2 separate regions of the Sus scrofa genome follow, and region 1 is linked to region 2. The links are chromatin contacts, called in public HiChIP or PLAC-seq maps. All regions are on one chromosome and are shown on one strand. The core of a region is the stretch at or near the end of the contact, and the rest is flanking DNA. Distances in the headings are between cores, read along the strand shown.

Region 1 (4,970 bases), core at 1,191-3,690, 55 kb before region 2:
AGAACCTTAGGGTATGAGGTCCCTTGGATATCGTCTAACCTTACTTCCTACACAACCACAAGTATAGTGTCTACAACATTCCTAGAAACTAGTCATCTCAACAGCTCCTTAAATGCTTCCAGAATGAGTGCCCGTTGTGGCACAACGGAAACAAATATGACTAGTATCCATGAAGATGCAGGTTTGATCCCTGGCCTCACTCAGTGGACCAGGGATCTGGCGTTGCCTTAAGCTGTGGTATAGGTTGCAGATGCGTCTGGGATCCCCAGTTGCTATGGCTGTGGTGTGGGCCAGCAGCTGTAGCGCCAATTAGACCCCTGGCCTGGGAACGCTCATAAGCCACAGGAGTGGCCCCAAAAAGCAAAATGCCTCCAGAAAATGGGACCACTCACTCCCCCTTTCCACTGTTGATCGTTTTCTCCATCACCCTCTGATAATCAGCTATAATTAATGAGCCTCTTCCCCTCTACAAGACAAAGAAATATGACTGTAGAAATGTTGTTTAGTTTTCTGATGCCAGTGACTGGGGAATATTCCACTGGTAACTTTGGTTTTTCCGTTCAGGATTAGAGTGGTTAAACCAAAATATTTATAATAAGTATAAATTTGTTCCGCAAACAGAGGATTTCAAAGGCACCTTTGTTTCCTTTCTCCTTACACTGCCCTGCTATTAACTTTGGGTTCATTAGTCACGATTTTCAGATCCATTTGGCAGAGCCACCTTCCTGAAACCAGACCATCTTGGATCAAAAGGTCAGCTGGCCATTCCCATCTCACACCTGCCACAAGATCTGGTTTTATTTTTCACACTGACCCAAATCACTTTTTATTAATTCACTAATTTTATTGACCATGTAACACATCCTGTAATGGTGGGCCATTACAGAGCCAATCATTTTGAGAACCTTTTCTGACAGCTACATAAAAGAAACAAGGATGCATGACTTCAGCTGTTTCTTTACCTGGTTTAACACAAAGAATATTTACCCCAGATCTTCTTTATTAGTAGGTTCACAATAAATGAAAAATTGAAAACCCACCACATCTGTCCACGAGCTTGGGAAAGGGGCAATGTGAGATGACATTAATGATGCATAAAATACGCAGGTCCAATCATGTCAAGACTTGTCGTAATCCAGTGTTCAGCCTTACTCAAGGGAGAAAAATTCACCTCCACTTTCCACTCGCCCCCTCCGATAATGTAGTACCTCGGCACAGACGGCAGAGCGACGAAACAGACAAGATGTAGGCAGTTAAAATGCAACTCAAGCTACGGAGGCCCCCAACAGTCGTCCCCCCGCCCCGGAATATTTACCTAGACGATTTAAAGCACTTAATTAATTCACCAGCAGCTTCGCTGGAGGCGTCTCGAGCTTCCCGAGACTCCATTACATAAGATCTTTTACAAAGTCTATTCCCAGCTCCAGTGGAAGATGGATTCTCGTCCAGTTTTGCGGAGGTTCCATGCATTTGCTTCCCTTTCCCGGGGTTCGATCCGGCGGGTACTCCAGCCAAGGGCTGCAGCAATTCTCCCCCACCCCGCCCCGAGCTCCGGGGTCCCCAGCCATTCTCGGAACTCAAAGCCGGCACCGGAGGTGCAGCCGTCTCGCCCTCAGGACTCCCAGGCCAGCCACGGTGGACCTGGGGCCGGCGGGCGCTCGGGACGCCGCGACTCTGGTAGCTCGCCGGATGCGCCTCGCTCCCCGAGCCGCAGCGAGCGGGCGACGCCAGAACGGGCGAGGCGCGCGAAGACCCCGCTGCAGGGCCGGCTCGGTGCGCCGGGCTCCGGAGGCACAGGAGGAGCGTGGGGGGGGTGGGGGGAGGCGTGCGAGGGAGGAAGGGCCCGGCCGCCGGGTAGGGAGGGCGGAGGAGGGGGAGGGAGCCGGCCGGGCCGGGAGGGGTGGGGGGCAGCCAATGAGCGGCGCGCGGCGCGGGCTGGGGGATGAGGTAGGATGGGGGAGGGCGCAGCCGGAGCGGCAGAGGCTCGAGCCATAAACAAGCGCCCGGAGGAGCGGCGCAGGAGTGAGGCGAACCAGGCGCGCGGAGCGGACGCCGCGGACCTTCTGCTGCGCCACCGCGCCCACTCGGCTGCTCGGGAGGCGGGGACCGGCCCGGAGGCTGCGCCGCCACCGCAACCGCCACTGCCGCGGGGCCGGCCGACGCGGAGGAGGAGAGGGAGGAGGCGCCGCCAGCCGGAGCTGGAGCCGGGCGCAGCCGCTGCCGCCGCCGCCAGAAGTTTGGGTTGAACCGGAGCTGCCGGGAGGAAACTTTTTTTCTTTTTTCCCCCTCCCTCCCGGGAGGAGGAGGAAGAGGGGAGGCCCCCGCTGGCGCCAACGCTAGTGGGCTCGGGGTCGGCGCGGCCCGCAGAGGGGGCGGGGGCCTCGCCCCGCCAGGGGAGGCGCGCCCCGGGGGCCCCGAGGGGGGCGGCGAGGACCGCGGGCTGCGGGTGCGGCGGCGGCGGCGCGTGTGCCCCGCACAGGGGAGGGCGCCCGCCCCGCTCCCGGCCCGACTGCGAGGAGGAGGCGGCGGCGCAGGAGGATGTACTTGGTGGCGGGGGGCAGGGGGCTGGCCGGCTCGCTGCTGGGGCTCTTGCTGCTGCTGGCGCGCTCTGGCACCCGGGCGCTGGTCTGCCTGCCCTGCGACGAGTCCAAGTGCGAAGAGCCCAGGAGCTGCCCCGGGAGCATCGTGCAGGGCGTCTGCGGCTGCTGCTACATGTGCGCCCGCCAGAGGAACGAGAGCTGCGGCGGCGCCTACGGGCTCCACGGAGCCTGCGACCGGGGGCTGCGCTGTGTCATCCGCCCCCCGCTCAATGGCGACTCCATCACCGAGTACGAAGTGGGCGTCTGCGAAGGTACGGCCGCCCGCCGCGTGCCCCCTCCCACCTGGCCCGCGCCGCCCCCTCTGCGCTGGCTGCGCGGAACAAAGTTTGGCTGAGACTTTCCCGAGGAGAGAGGGCTCCGCGGGAGGAGGGATGCCCCCGCCCCCGGCAGAGAGCCCCGCGTCCCTGGGTTCCCGCTCGCTGTTCCCCCTGATGCCTGGCAGGCCGCGGTTGAGGTTGGATTTCGTGGGTGGAGGCTAGAGAGAGGGGAGTCGCCCCCGGCCGCGTACAGAAGCTCACACGTGTGGCCTATCGGGCTGCGGCTGGGTGGGGTGTCCCGGCTGTGCTCCCCGACGTGGGGGCGCCACGGGCAGGGGGCACTGCAGAGGCTGTCGCGAGCCCCTCGGGGAGTCCAGCCCCTGCCGCCCTCCCCGCACTAGCGCAGTGTGGAACCAAGTGCTTCACCGTGTCCGCAAAAGTCCATTTTCTGCTGGCGGAGACGTGTCTCCAGCTCACACTCCCTGTGTGACTCTTTTATTATTTTTTCCTTGCTCTTTTCCGTCACCCCCTTCCTCCTCCTGCGCATATAAATCAATTTCAGCTCCGGAATATGTCAGCCCAAGGGAAGTTACATACGGTGGTTACTCATTTATTTGCCTATTGAAAATGGTCAGAGGCTTTCTCTCCTGAATGAAGGGGCGGAGAGCGGGGGGCTTGGACCTAGGGGTGAAAAGTTGTTTCTATTAGAGGCTGCTTTTTAAGATCAGATATCCACGTGTTTCTAATCGTGTTGCCAGTTACTTCTATTTGTGTGTTTAATGGCGAGGATTGTTCTGCTGGTTTTTCCACTAAGTATTGTGCACCGCGGTGTCTGATGGAGGGAGAGTGATTAGATTCGTGGAGCCTTCCTCCGTGGGAGAAGCACTGTTGGGGGTGTAAACCTTAAGCCCTGGCCACCAGCCTCGGGGGGCCTGGTCCGATTTAGGGGTCTTAAGAGAAACACTGAGTTCTTTTTATTTGGTTACTGGGAGGACTCAAGGAGCATCAGTTAAAAGTGAGATCCCTCCTTGGGCTGACGTTGACGTTGATGCTGTTTGGAGGTATCCGGGTGTTTGAGCGGAGAGCTGCATCTGGAGGAACTGAGAGGAGGAGGGACAGGCGCCCTCTGCCCTGCCCCTTCCTTAATACTTAGAGCCAGCATGCATGAGACCAGAGAGGGATTTATTCGGAAGCATCCTTCTGTGTATGTGTTTATTTATTATGATGAGATACTGAGAAAGGAAGTGGCAGTCTTAAGGATAAATGGGTCTCATCCTGTGGTTTTCTTAATATATTTCATATTCATCGGTACCTGCAGTTTTTAAACTTGGGACAGTTCTGGAAAATTGAGAAGGCCTTTCTGGTTTGGAAGCTAGTGGGCAGTAATGAGTGAAGGGAACTCTCACAGGGAAGTGCTCTGCTGCACCCTTAGGACACTGGGTTAGAGGAGGAGTTTGTTTGCCTCAGGTTACAAAAACCTCTCACCTGGTATAAAGTCCCATTTTGTAGCATGTTTTCATTTGTCTCAAAAAGAAGAATGGCCAGGAGATTAACTTCTGAGACAATTTTATGTTTGGCTTTGGGAATTCTGAATGAGTTGGACCAAAAGATGCATCTTTGAACCCTGCCACTTGGAGTGTATAATTTACTTAAGCCAGCCTCCCATAAATCTAAAAAGAACAAGCAACCTGAAACAAGGTTAAATGTGGTGGAAACTGCTATGCTCTGAGAAGGATTTGGGAAGGTTCTAAAGACTCTAACCCTTGTTTTGTTTCTTTGTGATAGATTTCTGGTGAAGGAAATGTGGAGCTCAGGGAACATTCACGGTAATCAAGTGTTTTGGCAACATCATCCCGGTGTCATAATATGGAGTTATTTTGGCAGTTTGTTGGTGAGCCTTTCATTCCTCTGAAATGATGCGATCCCTCATAGCTTCCTTTCTTCTGGGTAACACCCCATGTGCTTGGTATTAGCCTTGAAAATGCTTGCAAGTATTTATTGCCGTATCTCATTTAGTGTTCTTTAGCAACACTTCCAGTCTATCCGGCCTGTTTTCAACTACCAAAGTTGTGTACTCAGGCGCACTTTTTATTTTATTTTGTTTTTTAGAACT
Region 2 (4,842 bases), core at 1,404-3,903:
TTTTCAAATTACAGTTTTCTCCAGGTATATACCAAGGAGTAGGGTTGCTGGATCATACAGTAACTCTATCTTTGGTTTTTTAAGGAATCTTCATACTGTTTTTCCATAGTGGCTGCCCCGATTTCATTGGACCTAGAAATTCTAATACTTAAAAAAAAAAAAAAAAAAAAGAAAGTCAGATCCTCTGTATAAATTGCCAGACTTCAAATATTAATATATAGTGATGGTTTCATTTTATAATTAAATGAATTATAACTATTTTGCAAGTAAATATGAAAAGAAATTAAAACCCCACTGAGGCATGTTATAGTGCATGTATAGGATCACATGGTGAGAAACAAATACCAAAACTTAGGTGCTGAGGAAATTGTTTTCAGTAGAGATGATCCTTTATATAACTTAACCATTTGATCTTCGCTAAACTTTAGAACTATATCTAAGACCTTATGTCTGTGGGTTTTTTTTACAGTTATGTTGATCTGCATGATATCAAATATCATTCCTGCCAAATCTTTCAGAGTAGAGTATTGACTATAGTAAAAATGACCCAGTATAATAATAAGGTCACAGACTCAGACATACTGAGAGTCAAATTCTATGTTCTCCTGAAATACAACAGTGTACTGTAAGATTATGAGTAGCAGCATTAAGTTTATAAGGTCCTTAACAACTTATCATAACTGTAACTTTTCTGTGGGAAGGAGGATAGAAATGGGGGTATTTATTATACATTTTATGAAGTTTATGAAGTTTAGAGAAGAAACATCTTTGAGAGGCACTTGGCCTTTTAAAACTGCTCTTCTATAACCCATGATAATAAAATACATGTACTGAACTACCAAAACAAAAAAACACCAAAAGAGAGAACCTCTTAAACTTTGGTTCTCAACTTATTCTGAAGCCATAGGGACTGTACTTTCTCTGTGTCCAGACCTTCCTGTGCACTAATTCACAATTTTTAAATGTACTTCATTAAAATTACTCATTACAGATCCTATTTCTCTTAGGCTAGGTACATCTGAAATCAGTATTATGCTTGTGAATATATTGTTTTAGCTCATCTACATTGTTTTAAAAAAATAAAATGCCTTTTCTAGGGCTACTCCCTCGGCATATGGAGGTTCCCAGGCTAGGGGTTGAATCGGAGCTGTAGCCACCAGCCTATGCCAGAGCCACAGCAACGCGGGATCCGAGCCGGGTCTGCGACCTACACCACAGCTCACGGGCAACACTGAATCCTTAACCCACTGAGCAAGCGCAGGGACCGAACCCGCAACCTCATGGTTCCTAGTCGGATTCGTTAACCACTGCGCCACAACGGACACTCCTAAAAATATATTTTTGAGGAATTTGGTAATACTGCTTACCGCATTTGGAGATAACGACTATTCCCTTGACCAAATTTAAAAAAAAAAGCACTTTTAACCTTACCTTCCAGGTGGATAAGGGACCTCATTACCATCAAGGTCTCAGCTTTTGATTTTTCCTTTAGCTGCCCAAGTGCCATTAAGTACATTTGTTTAATTAAGGCAGTAAGGCTTTTATGCAACTTTAAATGCTTTGCTATTGCCCTCTCTGTAACAACCATCACAAAATGATAATGTGATATATCACTCCTTTTTGATGCACATACATATAATGATTTTGAAATTTAAATAGACTTTTACTTTAAATTCCAACAATTTCTTGGGGAAAGGAAGAGTAGACAAAATTATTTATTTTCATAGTGGTAGACTTTTTATTTAGGTTGACAGCTAAATATTTTAGAATTTTGGGTACAATTGTTGTTTTGATGTCTTGATAACTAGTTTAAGGGGGAAAAAATGACTACGAAGAGGCGGAAACCAGTTTTGAATATCTGGGAAGTCAAAACAGGAAACTCAGGGAACTTGGCCTAAGACCAGTTGGAGAGGACAGTTGGTTGAATAATTATACCTGCATTTTAACCGTTGGAAGTCATACAGTGACCTTCTGGTTGTGGTTTCTTGTGCCCAGCAGAAAAAAAGAAAAGCCATGATTAAATATTTTGTATCCTTGTGCTAAGAAGGGAGTGTGTGTGTGTGTGTGTGTGTGTGTGTGTGTGTGTGTGTGTATAGAGGGGCATTTCATTCAGCCACATCGGGGCTACACTGAATGGTATAGAAATGTTTTTCAGTCTGAGCCTTAGCAGGATGCTTGCTGCACAGTCACAGGTAAATTAGTCCTAGTGCTTTGTACCATGTATTAATGTCCTTCCCCTTTGTTCTAGCTTTTCATCTGTACTTTCAACCTGTCTCTTCTGTACCAAGCCATCTGTCTGTCCTCTTCCTATGCTTTTTCCTAGGTTAGTGACAGGAGTACCAGAAGTTGTAGGTGAACAGTTTTTGCTGCAAGTGTATGCTTGTTTTGAAATTAAATACCATGTGCTTGGTGATCCTGTTTTTAAAAAGACACACTCAATATTAAAAGGACAAAAAATAACCTGACACCATCAGCCAGAGAAGGTATTCTTTGGAGGCCGGTCTGAAAACTGTATTTCCACCAACCAGGGATGCTTAAACGTGGGTCCAACACTGGCCTTGAGCAGGTTAACATTTTAGCTTCTGGGTAGCACTGAGCAACCCCTTGTAGATTTGTGGTTTCCGACTTGGCTGTAGGTGACCTCTCAGTTATTTCCAGGCTTGGCGTGTGCTCTATCGCACAGAGCTGCTGAGTTGCTGCTTTGCCCAGCTGTGTCCGTCTAAACGCTGGCCCCCACAACGGCTTTTCCTGACACCGGCAAAAGGCCTGGAATCCCGCCCCACGAGGCCATCTGAGCTGCCGCCTCTGTGGGAGCGGGTGGGGACCACTCCCCAGAGCAGGGACCTCCCTCTGCGAGGAGTTGGAGCTGCCCCTTCTGTGTCCTCCCGCCCCAAGCCAGCTGCCTCCCTCAGCCACGCCAAGGGTGTGGACCGTCAGGAGTTGTCATCCCCAAGCTCAAGCCATTACAACCTCATTAATTGGTGTAATCAGTATTCCCCAACCGTAATCTGGGGTTTTGGACACAACTCAGGCAGGCTTGGCGGTTTTGTATTTGTTCTGCTTATGGGGAGGGGAAAAGTCTGTGAAAAGGGAAGTTCAAGAAGCAGTTTGGGAGCATAATCACTTTAACAGGAATTTACATTCCATCAGAAAGGGATCATTTCAAATGCTCTTATAATTTTATCAATATGGTTAAGGATTCTCTGGTAGATAGTGTGTTCTTTCCATTTTCCAGCCTTGCTAGTATTTACCTAGTACCTTGATGAAGAGATCCTTCAGGAAAAACAATAACAGCAAAACCCTTTTTGAATAAAGAAGATTTTAGTTTTTTAAAGAGCAAGGAAATCTTTATTAGTGGAAAGAGACACCCATGAATGTATACAAGCGCACAGAAAGATACCCCTCTAGGAAAGCTCCAGTTTCTTGCACTTGTTGCTGAAGGTTAGCAGAGCTGCTGCGTAGGGGAACATGGTGAAGATGGCAAGTGTCTTTTTTCCCAGGGCCACCTCATCCTGTCCTGTGAGGTTTTTCCTCCCTCAAAAGCCCAGCATCCTCTTTCTCTTTACCAGCACCAGTAATCTAGGCAAAATCTTACATACTTAACCTCATAACACTCTAGAGTATTTCCTCATCCAGCAGCCACATGTTAATCCTTTCCAACGGTGACATTCCTATTAAAGGGGTTCAGCCCAGAAGGGGGCAACCTCTTTAGGATGGAACAAGGATCCCTGAAGTTAATCCCGCTCCTTCCTATGTCCTGCACACCTGGGGCCACCCCCACTGTTGAGTTGACACAGAAGGGGCATCACCTCCAGTGGGAGAGATGAGACGGCCACACGGGCAGCTGTGATAAGGGCAGAGTAGCCATTCCCAGCCTGAGTACTGTTGTGCATGGTGACATTCTAGAAGACACTGATAAAGAACAAATAAACCAAAGCTCATTTTAATCCGTTTACAGAGCTGTTTTGTGATGAATAGACAAGCTATGTTTACTTCTAGAGCTGGTGGTAATCTTTGTGAAATGTGTAACTTTCTCAAGAAAGGTATTTAAAAGCACTACATTTCAAAATTGGGGTTTTTTTTTTTTCTTTTTAACATAGAAATGCTCTAGTAAGGGTAAAACTTGACTCATTCTCTAGTTCGTAGTGGTCACTAAGATATTGTTCTGAGCATTGGAATATATTTTGAAACCTAGGCCTTTCTTCTAATGGTGCATAGTTTCTAAGATAGTGGATCCACATTGGTTATTGGAATATGTAAAGCTGGAGATATACCCTGTCAATAGGGTGCCTGCCTGCTTTTGATTTGCAGTCCCTGTTGCTAAGTGTTCTTTGCATCAGAAAGAAGTAACAGCTGTAAGTAGTGCCTGGAAAGGTGGAAGGGGGAAGGCGTTAATATGCGATGGATTAATATTTGTCTGAGTTTTTAAGAGCCTGGAATGTTCCTTTAAATTGTGGATGTGTTTTTCTTTTCTGGCTGACAACTTCCCGGTTTTCCTACACTTCATTATTCTTTTCTCTGTCGCTGGGATTTTTTTTTTTTTTTTTTTTTTAATTTCCCGAAAAGCAAGTAAAGTGCTCTCTCCTTATCAGTAGCTTTTCTTTTCCTGTTGTAATAACAAAAGAACAATACAAGAATTTAATAATGTTTAAAAATTGATACTCCTTTTTCTGAATATTCCATGTATTTGTAGATAAAATCAAAGTTTTATAGACCTAAAGAAAAGCTATGTGTCAGTAAACGAGCTCATATTTTATCGTGTACTTCTTAATTTTTTTTTTTCCTTTTACTTGGCTTGGAAAATGAAATAAGGGCTTTTGCTTCCTCCTCAAAATCTGTTCC

What was found. HiChIP or PLAC-seq counts read pairs in DNA pulled down with a chosen protein or histone mark.
Region 1: an H3K27ac HiChIP or PLAC-seq map of skeletal muscle shows a contact between it and region 2. The contact joins the promoter of CRIM1 here to the enhancer-like site in region 2. A contact is called at or near these places in 8 of 47 Hi-C or Micro-C datasets (brain, embryonic fibroblasts, mesenteric adipose tissue and 3 more) and 1 of 2 datasets of contacts at active chromatin or transcription factors (skeletal muscle).

What each region holds. Positions count from the first base shown.
Region 1 is chr3:103,812,926-103,817,895 of Sscrofa11.1, reverse strand. CRIM1 (cysteine-rich motor neuron 1 protein) reads left to right here and starts at 2,440. Exons shown (of 16, transcript XM_021087639.1): 1 at 2,440-2,851. The coding sequence starts at 2,539.
Region 2 is chr3:103,758,217-103,763,058 of Sscrofa11.1, reverse strand. All of the region lies in intron 2 of CRIM1 (cysteine-rich motor neuron 1 protein), which reads left to right. Among named protein-coding and RNA genes, the nearest start is that of CRIM1, 55 kb to the left of the region's middle. Within about 2 kb of position 2,653, at least 16 of the 83 cell types and tissues checked have an H3K27ac peak or open chromatin away from gene starts, as enhancers often do. A contact at or near this core is called in omental adipose tissue, retroperitoneal adipose tissue and skeletal muscle, where this site is marked.